2 separate regions of the Mus musculus genome follow, and region 1 is linked to region 2. The links are chromatin contacts, called in public promoter capture Hi-C maps. All regions are on one chromosome and are shown on one strand. The core of a region is the stretch at or near the end of the contact, and the rest is flanking DNA. Distances in the headings are between cores, read along the strand shown. Region 1 has its middle 47 kb from the start of Cand1. Region 2 holds the start of Slc35e3 (solute carrier family 35, member E3).

What was found. Promoter capture Hi-C pulls out the DNA fragments that hold promoters and counts their contacts.
Region 1: a contact with region 2 is called in a promoter capture Hi-C map of liver, with 4 times the contacts expected there. The contact joins the enhancer-like site here to the promoter of Slc35e3 in region 2. A contact is called at or near these places in 5 of 39 promoter capture datasets (the C10 cell line, cranial neural crest, hippocampal neurons and 1 more).

Annotation. Positions count from the first base shown.
Region 1 is chr10:119,191,341-119,195,591 of GRCm38.p6, reverse strand. No RefSeq gene overlaps it. Among named protein-coding and RNA genes, the nearest start is that of Cand1, 47 kb to the left of the region's middle. Within about 2 kb of position 2,816, at least 27 of the 459 cell types and tissues checked have an H3K27ac peak or open chromatin away from gene starts, as enhancers often do. A contact at or near this core is called in liver, where this site is marked.
Region 2 is chr10:117,744,534-117,748,639 of GRCm38.p6, reverse strand. Slc35e3 (solute carrier family 35, member E3) reads left to right here and starts at 2,282. Exons shown (of 5, transcript NM_029875.2): 1 at 2,282-2,855; 2 at 3,645-3,755. The coding sequence starts at 2,454.

The DNA of each region.
Region 1 (4,251 bases), core at 1,567-4,066, 1.4 Mb before region 2:
GCCTTCATGTGGGTGCTAGGAACAGAACCTAGGTCCTTAACCTCTGAGCCATCTTAGCAGACCATGGTTTGCTGTCTTAATCTGTTCTAGAGGAACAGAACCAGTGGAGTGAACATATATGAAAAGCATTTGAGGTCAGCTTACACGGTGTAATCTGGGTAGTCTAACACTGGTGTTCCTTACCCTGGAGGAGAGGCTGAGAACCCAGGAGCGGCTCCGTCCATGAGGCTGGTCTCCTCAGCATTTCCAATGTGGTGCTGAAGGCCCAGAAGAGTCCTGAAGAGCCGCTAGGCTTCGGTCTATGCGGGAGAGAAGCCAAAGAAGCTCATTTCTGATGTCAGCAAAGGAGTGTAGCGGTGGCAGGCACAGATGAACTTGCCAACAAGATGGGGAGAGAACAGGCAAAGAGCACAAGCTTTTCCCTTGGACCTCCTTATGCCTGGGCTGTGGGAAGCCAGACCAACCCAAGATTTTCTCAGAGATTCGGATGAAACTACACTGGGCCAGTGGGATGTCCTGAATGAGTGTGTATTAATGACACAAGGACAACCCCCACTCCCCACTGAGTTACATCAGAACTGTAGGAAATCCCTCACAGGTGTGCCAAGATGCTTGCCTCTTAGTTGACTCTAGATCCAATCAGTTGGCAAACCACATCTAACCGTCACAGATAGTTGCCCACAGCTGATAGGTAGCTCATTGCTTCTACCCAATGGCTAAGCCTCTGGATGGGATTTCTGGCTAGTCTTTGTGAGTCCTATGGCTTCCAAACTTTGAGGAAAGGCCCCTTAGCTCCTCAGAAGACTGAAAATAATGAGCCTGGACAGAGAGAAGGAGCACTCCTTGTCCGCCACCATTAATAACAATGAGACTGAATTCCATGTCAGCTTAAATAGTGGGGTCTCAGATAAGCTGCTTTTAGTATTCAGTATTTATACCTAGAGAGGAGGTTCAATGGGCGAGAGTCATTGCTTTTCTTCCAGAGGACCTGGGTTCAATCCCCAGCACCCACGTGGTGGCTCCCAACCATTTATAACTCTAGTCCTAGCATAGCTGATGCTCTCCTCTTCTGGCTTCTCTGGGCATGAGGCACACGTGCTGGATACAGATACATGCAAACAAAACACCACAGATAAAAAAAATTTTAAGTTTAAATTTAAAAAGGAAAAATTACGGTGCCTTAGTTCTGAAGCTAGCCACATTTTCGGAAGAAGAGTCAATCAGACTTGAAAGAAAGTGAAACTGTAGGGATGTCAAAAAATTTTTTGAGGTGGTTAATGTCTCTATGATTCCAGAGAGAATAGTGGGGAGCAGAAAAAGCAAAGGAATAGAAAGGAGGGCTAAAACTTTATTCAAGAATAGCATACATAGGGCTAAGTATGAGTTATGGCTCAATGAATTATCAAAAAGAGAATACATTCATGGGACCATCATTCAGGTCAGAAAAGATCACTAATCAGCTCTCTGCTTGGTCCTTGTTGCTCACCACTTTGTCTCGGTGGTGAGTACATACCAGGACTAAGACTTTGGGACTCATACTCCCTTTGTGGGCCAGTCAACTCCTAGTAATTTACATATTGCCTGTATACCTATAACTCTGAAATTAATGTCTCCACTACTTATTTCTCCATTTGTTTCTTTTCCCCTGAATCTGAGCCATGTAGAACCAAGTGCCTAGTTGGCACCATCATTTTGATGTCTTACAAAGCATCTCCAGCCTGATGACACAGAACTGAATTAGAGTTAGAGACATTTATTGTCTGACAGATCTCTTAAGCATAGTAATTTAATCTTTTTAAAAAAGATTTATTTATTTTATTTATATGAGTACATTGTAGCTGTCTTCAAACACACCAGAAGGCAGCATCGGATTCTATTATAGATGTTTTTGAGCCACCATGTGGCTGCTGAGTATTGAACGCAGGACCTTTGGAAGAGCAGTCAGTGCTCTTAACAACTGAGCCACTTCTCCAACCTGTAGCAATTTAATTTTGGGGGGTGGGGGGTGGGGGTGGGGGTTGGTTTATCGAGACAGGGTTTCTCTGTGTAGCCCTGGCTGTCCTGGAACTCGCTCTGTAAAGCAGGCTGGCCTCGAACTCAGAAGTCCACCTGCCTCTGCCTCCCAAGTGCTGGGATTAAAGGCATGCACCACCACTGCCCGGGAGCAATTTAATCTTAAAACATAACTTTAGCCCTCACATCCCGTCTCAGCAGAGGAATTGGAATGGACTTTTAACATGTGAATCTAGTTATACCAGTCTACAACTTAGAGCCCTCAATTTTACTCAGAAAAGCAGACCCTTTCCTAGAGCATACAAGTCCCTCCAGGATCTAGCTGTCCATTACCTTTCTGACTTAAGCTACCCCTAGCCACTATCCACGTGGCTGCATCTCTCCTAGCTTCCTGGCTGTTACTCAATGGTTCCAGGTACACTCCCACCTCAAGACATTTGCCCTGGCTCCTGGAACACTGTCCTCCGTAAGAGCTCTGTCTCAGCCAGACAACCACCTTGATCATCCCTTTTATCTTAGATGTCTTTCCTTAAACTAATCCTTTTATTTTTGGCTCTTATAACTGCCCTGCTTATTACATAACAACCCTCACCACCTTAGAATGCACAATTATTAGCTATGGTTGTAAGTTCCTTATCTGTGCCTTTCCTACAGAGCTGAACAGCCGTGTACAGTAAAGCAAAAGGAAGAGAAGAAGAGTCACTGGAGAGACACACAGACTCCGGGTTCCTTTGTCTGAGAGAGAAGATCAACTTAGCTTCATAGGAGTGCGGGTGCTTCCAGCGCAGAGCAGGTCGGGAGGGAAGTTACTGGGCAAGTGCAGTCTAATCTCGAGCTTCAGAGGTGATAAGGGCTCAGAGCTTCCTTGTAAACACACTTCCCCCAAAATAGCACAGACAGGCACTTTCCCTCAGGCTTTCAGACTGCCTGGCCAGTTTCCTAAAAAGATGTCTGACCTCCCAGGGGAGGATTAACTGAGTCGCAGGTTGACCTTGAATTTAGGCTCCTCCTTGAAAGATTTTTCAGGCCAATTATAGAACAAACCTCCAAGTAGGTTTTATGTGCTGACTTTGTTGTACTATTAATGTATAGGACATACATAATAATATACTTCATAAATGGTGAGTAGAGCGAACGGGTGAGAAAATGAACAAATAACTTCCATATCTCTAGATAATTACAGATGGCGGTTTCGTGTGTGTGCTTCTTAGTATAGACATGTTCATTGCGGTAGCTCCATCTGAGGCTATTGCTTGTATGTGGGAAGCTTTTTATTTGAGAACTCACTGTCCTTTTGGATCGGTGATTGCTTCATAGCAGAAAGTTCAAAGAGTGAACTTTTAGAAAGGATATATCTTAGAAAAAGCAAGTCTCTGTTTTGTGTGTGACTCCAGTGTTCCCTCTAGTTCTCGGAACATCGCTCCTGACTCTCTATTGTAGCATACCAAGAATAATTTAAACATATAACTTGGAGGTTTGTTCTATAATTGGCCTGCAGATTCCTTTTCTTACTGGCTTGGTCATGTGAGTCCTCTTGCTTAAAATGTATCAATGTAGCTTAAAGAACCTCACGTTCGTAGTCATATGTGTGCTTCGTTCTCTGAAAGTACTCTAGTATAATACACAGTAGATGACCATGATGTAGATTTGTGTGGCGATACGACTTTATGAAAATATCTCCTGACCGCCCCCCAAAAGATTGGACCATTGTTAGAACTCACAGCCAAGATAGCAACGCATGGTGAGATCACCAAGATGGAGCTTGCTATCTTCCCATGTATGCAACCTAAGTTTAAGTAGCCTTTAGGAAAACACTGTAAGGACCAGCCTTTCTGTGCTTTGAATTTCCCATGCCATCAGCCTTCAAAACCTAAGCCACCGAAAAAGCTTTACTCTTCCATGTCCTTGGCTCAAAAGGATGTGCACGCGCATGCGTGAGTGTGTGTTAGGTAAGATTTCTGTTGCTGTGATGAAAACACCAAGACCAAAAGCAAGTTGGGGAAGAAAGGGTTTACTCGTCTTAGACTCAGCTTATACTTCCAGATTCCAGTCCACCACTGGAGGAAGTCAGGACGGGAACTCAGACAGTCCAGAATCCCAAAGGCAGAAGCCATTGAAGAGGCCACGGAGGGAGTGCTGCTTACTGGCTTGCTCGGCCTGCTTTCTTAGAGAACCCAAAACCACCAGCTTAGGGGTAGGTAGCCCAATAGGCTGGGCCCTCCCCTATCAATCAGTAAT
Region 2 (4,106 bases), core at 1,033-3,532:
TCGGAAAAAAAAAAAAAAGAAAGAAAAAGAAAACAGGGACTGTCCTTGGTAAGGCTAAGCAAGCGGTGCCCTAGGGTTTCTCCTGCTGTAGAAACTTGGGGAGCAAAGGGCTTATTTTACCTTGCACTTTTAGTTAATATTCCATCAGTGAGGGGCGGGAGGGCAGGCACTGAAGCAGAGGCCCTCTAGTAACTGCTTCCTGGCAGCTTGCTTCCTAGGGTTTGGTCAGCCTGCTTGATCTAACCCAGAACCACCTACAGAAAGATGGCACTTTCCAGTAAGCTGAGCCTCCCACATGGAGTAACATTTGAAAAAAATGTCCCACGGGCTCATCTTCTGGCTGACTTGCTGGCAGCAGTTTCTTAATTGAGCGTCTCTCTTCCCAAATTGACTCTAGCTTGTGTCAAGTTGACAAAAAAACAAAACAAAACAAAACAAAACAAAACAACCAGCACAACAAGCAGCAGAGAGAAAATGGAAAAGCTAATGTTTATAATAAATTCAAGTAACTATAGATGAAATGGACGAATAGTTGAACGTGTGCTGGTCTTATGGCAACACAAACTAAAGTAATCTGAAAGGGGGAGCCTCAACTGAAAACATGTCTCCACAGGATCCAGCTGTAAGTCATTTCCTTTAATTAGTGATTTGGGGGAGGGGCCAGCCCATTGTGGGTGGAGCCATCCCTGAGATGATGGGTGGGGGGTGAGGCGGAGCAAGCCCTAAGCTGCACCCCTCCCTGGCCTCCATCAGCTCCTGCCTCCAGGTTTCTGCCCTGTATGAATGAGTTCCAGTCCTAACTCCCTTTGGTGATAAACAGCTACGTGTAAGCCAAACAAACCCTTTCCTCCCCAACTAAGACAAGACATCTAAGTAAACGGGCAATTCTCTAAAAAAAATGCGGTACGAAAGAGGAACGTAGCTGATATGACGGCATCTGGTAAAGGTGCTTGCTTCCCAAACCCTACAGCATGAATTCAGTCCATCTGGTGGACGGAGAGAACTGACTCCGAGTTATCCTCTGACCGTCACACAGGCACCCATACACACACACACACACACACACACACACACACACACACACACACACACACACACGTAATTAACTGTGGAAAATTCATCAAAGAGTCTCTTGTGCCTCTGATGCAAAGACCTTCTTTTCAGTGCCAATTAGAAAAAAACGGTATCCTGGAGAAAACGGGCAGAGACATAAGCAAACAGATCATAAAAACCTATGAAATAGTGTCCAAAACTTAAAACTACACATTAGTTGCAAGGCATGTGACACTTCAATGGGTGGAAGCAGGGAGATCCGTTCTGTGTCATCCTTAGCTCTGTAGAGACTTCCAAGTCTGCTCTATTTAATCCCTGTAACATTGTAAAAGTGGGGGGTCCACGTTTTCAATCAGTGTGGACAGACTTTGAGTTGGTATTTGACGTTTGCAGATGAGAAATACCACTCTCATATTGTAACAGTGTGAATAAAAGTGAATATTGAGATCGAGTCTAGCCTGAATGAGTTCTCGGCCTCGAAAAACAAAACCAAAAATATATAATTTTTCACTTCCTCTCCAGCTCTGTAACTTTGAAACTGGACTGCATGCTTGCTACTATAATATGCCTCTTAGAAGTGCAATTAATATCTTGGGCATACAGGTAAATGTACTTGCTTCTTAGGTTTTACTAAAAAAAAAAAAAAACTTCGTGGGTAAAAAATTCTGTGGTTTAAAGTTTTTCGAGGCAAATACGCCAAAATATGTTTAAATCTACAGTAGACGACAGTTAGTTGTCCATCCACTCTTACCTGTTTAGACGGTTATTTTTGGTTTTTCGAGACAGGGTTTCTCTGTATAGCCCTGGCTGTCCTGGAACTCACTCTGTAGACCAGGCTGGCCTCGAACTCAGAAATCCGCCTGCCTCTGCCTCCTGAGTGCTGGAATTAAAGGCGTGCGCCACCACCGCCCGGCCTGTTTAGACTTTTAAAGATATTTTAAAATATGCTTTCAGTAAGTAATGCTCTGCCCCCCTTCAGAGGATTAAAACAGCTCAGCAACGTGGAGAGTAAAACTGGCGGGGAATCTGCGCCTCCCAGTAAGTCGGGGAATCGGCCACAGAAACTAATCTTCCCTGGGAGCCAAGGGCTTCCCTCCAGCCGAGTTAAGCAACCCAGCGGAGCGCCGAGCGCGCCTGCGCGGCGGAATCACGTGGCTGCGCGGGGGCGGGGCTGGGAGGAGCCGTGGCGGACCCGCTCGGAGGGCGGCGGCCTATTACCTCGCGGCGCAGCGACCGGGACCCGGCTGGCGCATGCCTGTCTCCGGCCGGACCGTGGAGCGGGCGGCTGCGGGCGCGCGGCGGCGGAGAGCCGGGACAGCGGGAGAGCGTCCGAGCGCCCCGCGGGGAGGCTGGACAGCCCGGGCTCGGCCGAGGACGCTGCTCCGCAGCCGGCGGGCATCATGGCATCGCTGGCGGACCGGGTCCGGGGCAACGGGCGCATCGCCGCCGGGCTCCTGTTCAACCTGCTGGTGTCCATCTGCATCGTGTTCCTCAACAAATGGATCTATGTACACCACGGCTTCCCCAACATGAGCCTGACCCTGGTGCACTTCGTGGTCACCTGGCTGGGCTTGTACATCTGCCAGAAACTGAACATCTTTGCCCCCAAAAGTCTGCCGCTCTCCAAGCTCCTCCTCCTGGCCCTCAGCTTCTGTGGCTTTGTGGTCTTCACCAACCTTTCTCTGCAGAACAACACCATAGGCACCTATCAGCTGGCCAAGGCCATGACCACGCCGGTGATCATAGCCATCCAAACCTTCTGGTACCAGAAGAGATTCTCCGTCAGAATACAGCTCACGCTGGTGAGTAGCTGCCGCTGCCGCTGCGCGAGCCTGTCCCTGCCCAGCTACCTGGCTGCCTTTCTCCCCGGGAAAACTGAATACACCTTGCTTATAGCCTGGCACGACGGAAGCCCATTCCCATAATCTTTACTCCACACACGAGCCAGGCCCTTATAAGAAGCTTGTTTGGGGAGGGGTGGAAAAGGCCATCTCGACACTCCGCTGCTATTTAGTAAATGGGTGTGTTCCTGATAGAAATCTTTAACTGCTGGGATTGATGAGGGAGAGAGCTGCCTTAATGGAACAGTTCAGTGTGTCAGGATATCTGCGAAAGCTCAACCTGGAAAGAAAAGAATATCCCCAGGAAATCGAACCAGAAGTGATAAACATGAAATGGTTTAGCATAAAATACCTCGGAATACACCTTCAGTGGCACACTGCTGGGGTGCCTTGTGTTTACATAAAAGGAGATTCGTTAAAATAACATTAGCACTTAGTGGTTTTTTCGTTTTTCCAGTCATAATGCTTTCCTCCTTCCTTGTTTATGCTTATGTGTTAAGTACTGGTTTGGGGGATTATTTTATTCCCTGTAAATGTGTGTCCTGTTTCCTTACAAAGCACAACGCACGGATTCATATTTTCTTCCAGATGTAGAGTTGTATGTGAATCTCTGTAGAGAAGGATTGGCAGTTTTCCCCAAAGAAAACTTACAGTGCTCCCCCACCCCAGCCCCACTGTTATGTTTCCTTAGTGTTGTAAGACATCATTCTTGAATTTAATCTCACAGCATTTGCCTCTTTGTCTTTGCAGATTCCTATTACTGTAGGTGTAATCCTAAATTCTTATTACGATGTGAAGTTTCATTCGCTTGGAATGGTGTTTGCCGCCCTTGGTGTGGTAGTCACGTCCCTTTATCAAGTGGTTGGTAACTTTTTTTTTTCTTTTTGTGCCTTTTTAGTAGACTTTGTAAATTTTGAAGCTGTAACCCAAGGTTTAGAGACTACAAGTATAGAGACAACAGACATGAGAAGAAAGCGTAACTGAGGAGGTGACGAGAGCAGAGGAGACAGCAGCTCAGGTGTGCGATGCCCACCAAGTGTCCAATTGTAAGCGCACGGTACCCCTGCTTAAGCGCAGCTGGGGACAAACTTCTTGGAAGTCTTCACAAAATGAGCAGTAAGGTTTTGCTTCCTAAGTTCATCGGTCGCATGTGTCATTTACTCTTTGATTATAAAGTCACTTGGGTGAAACACACACACTTCCAAACTTTTG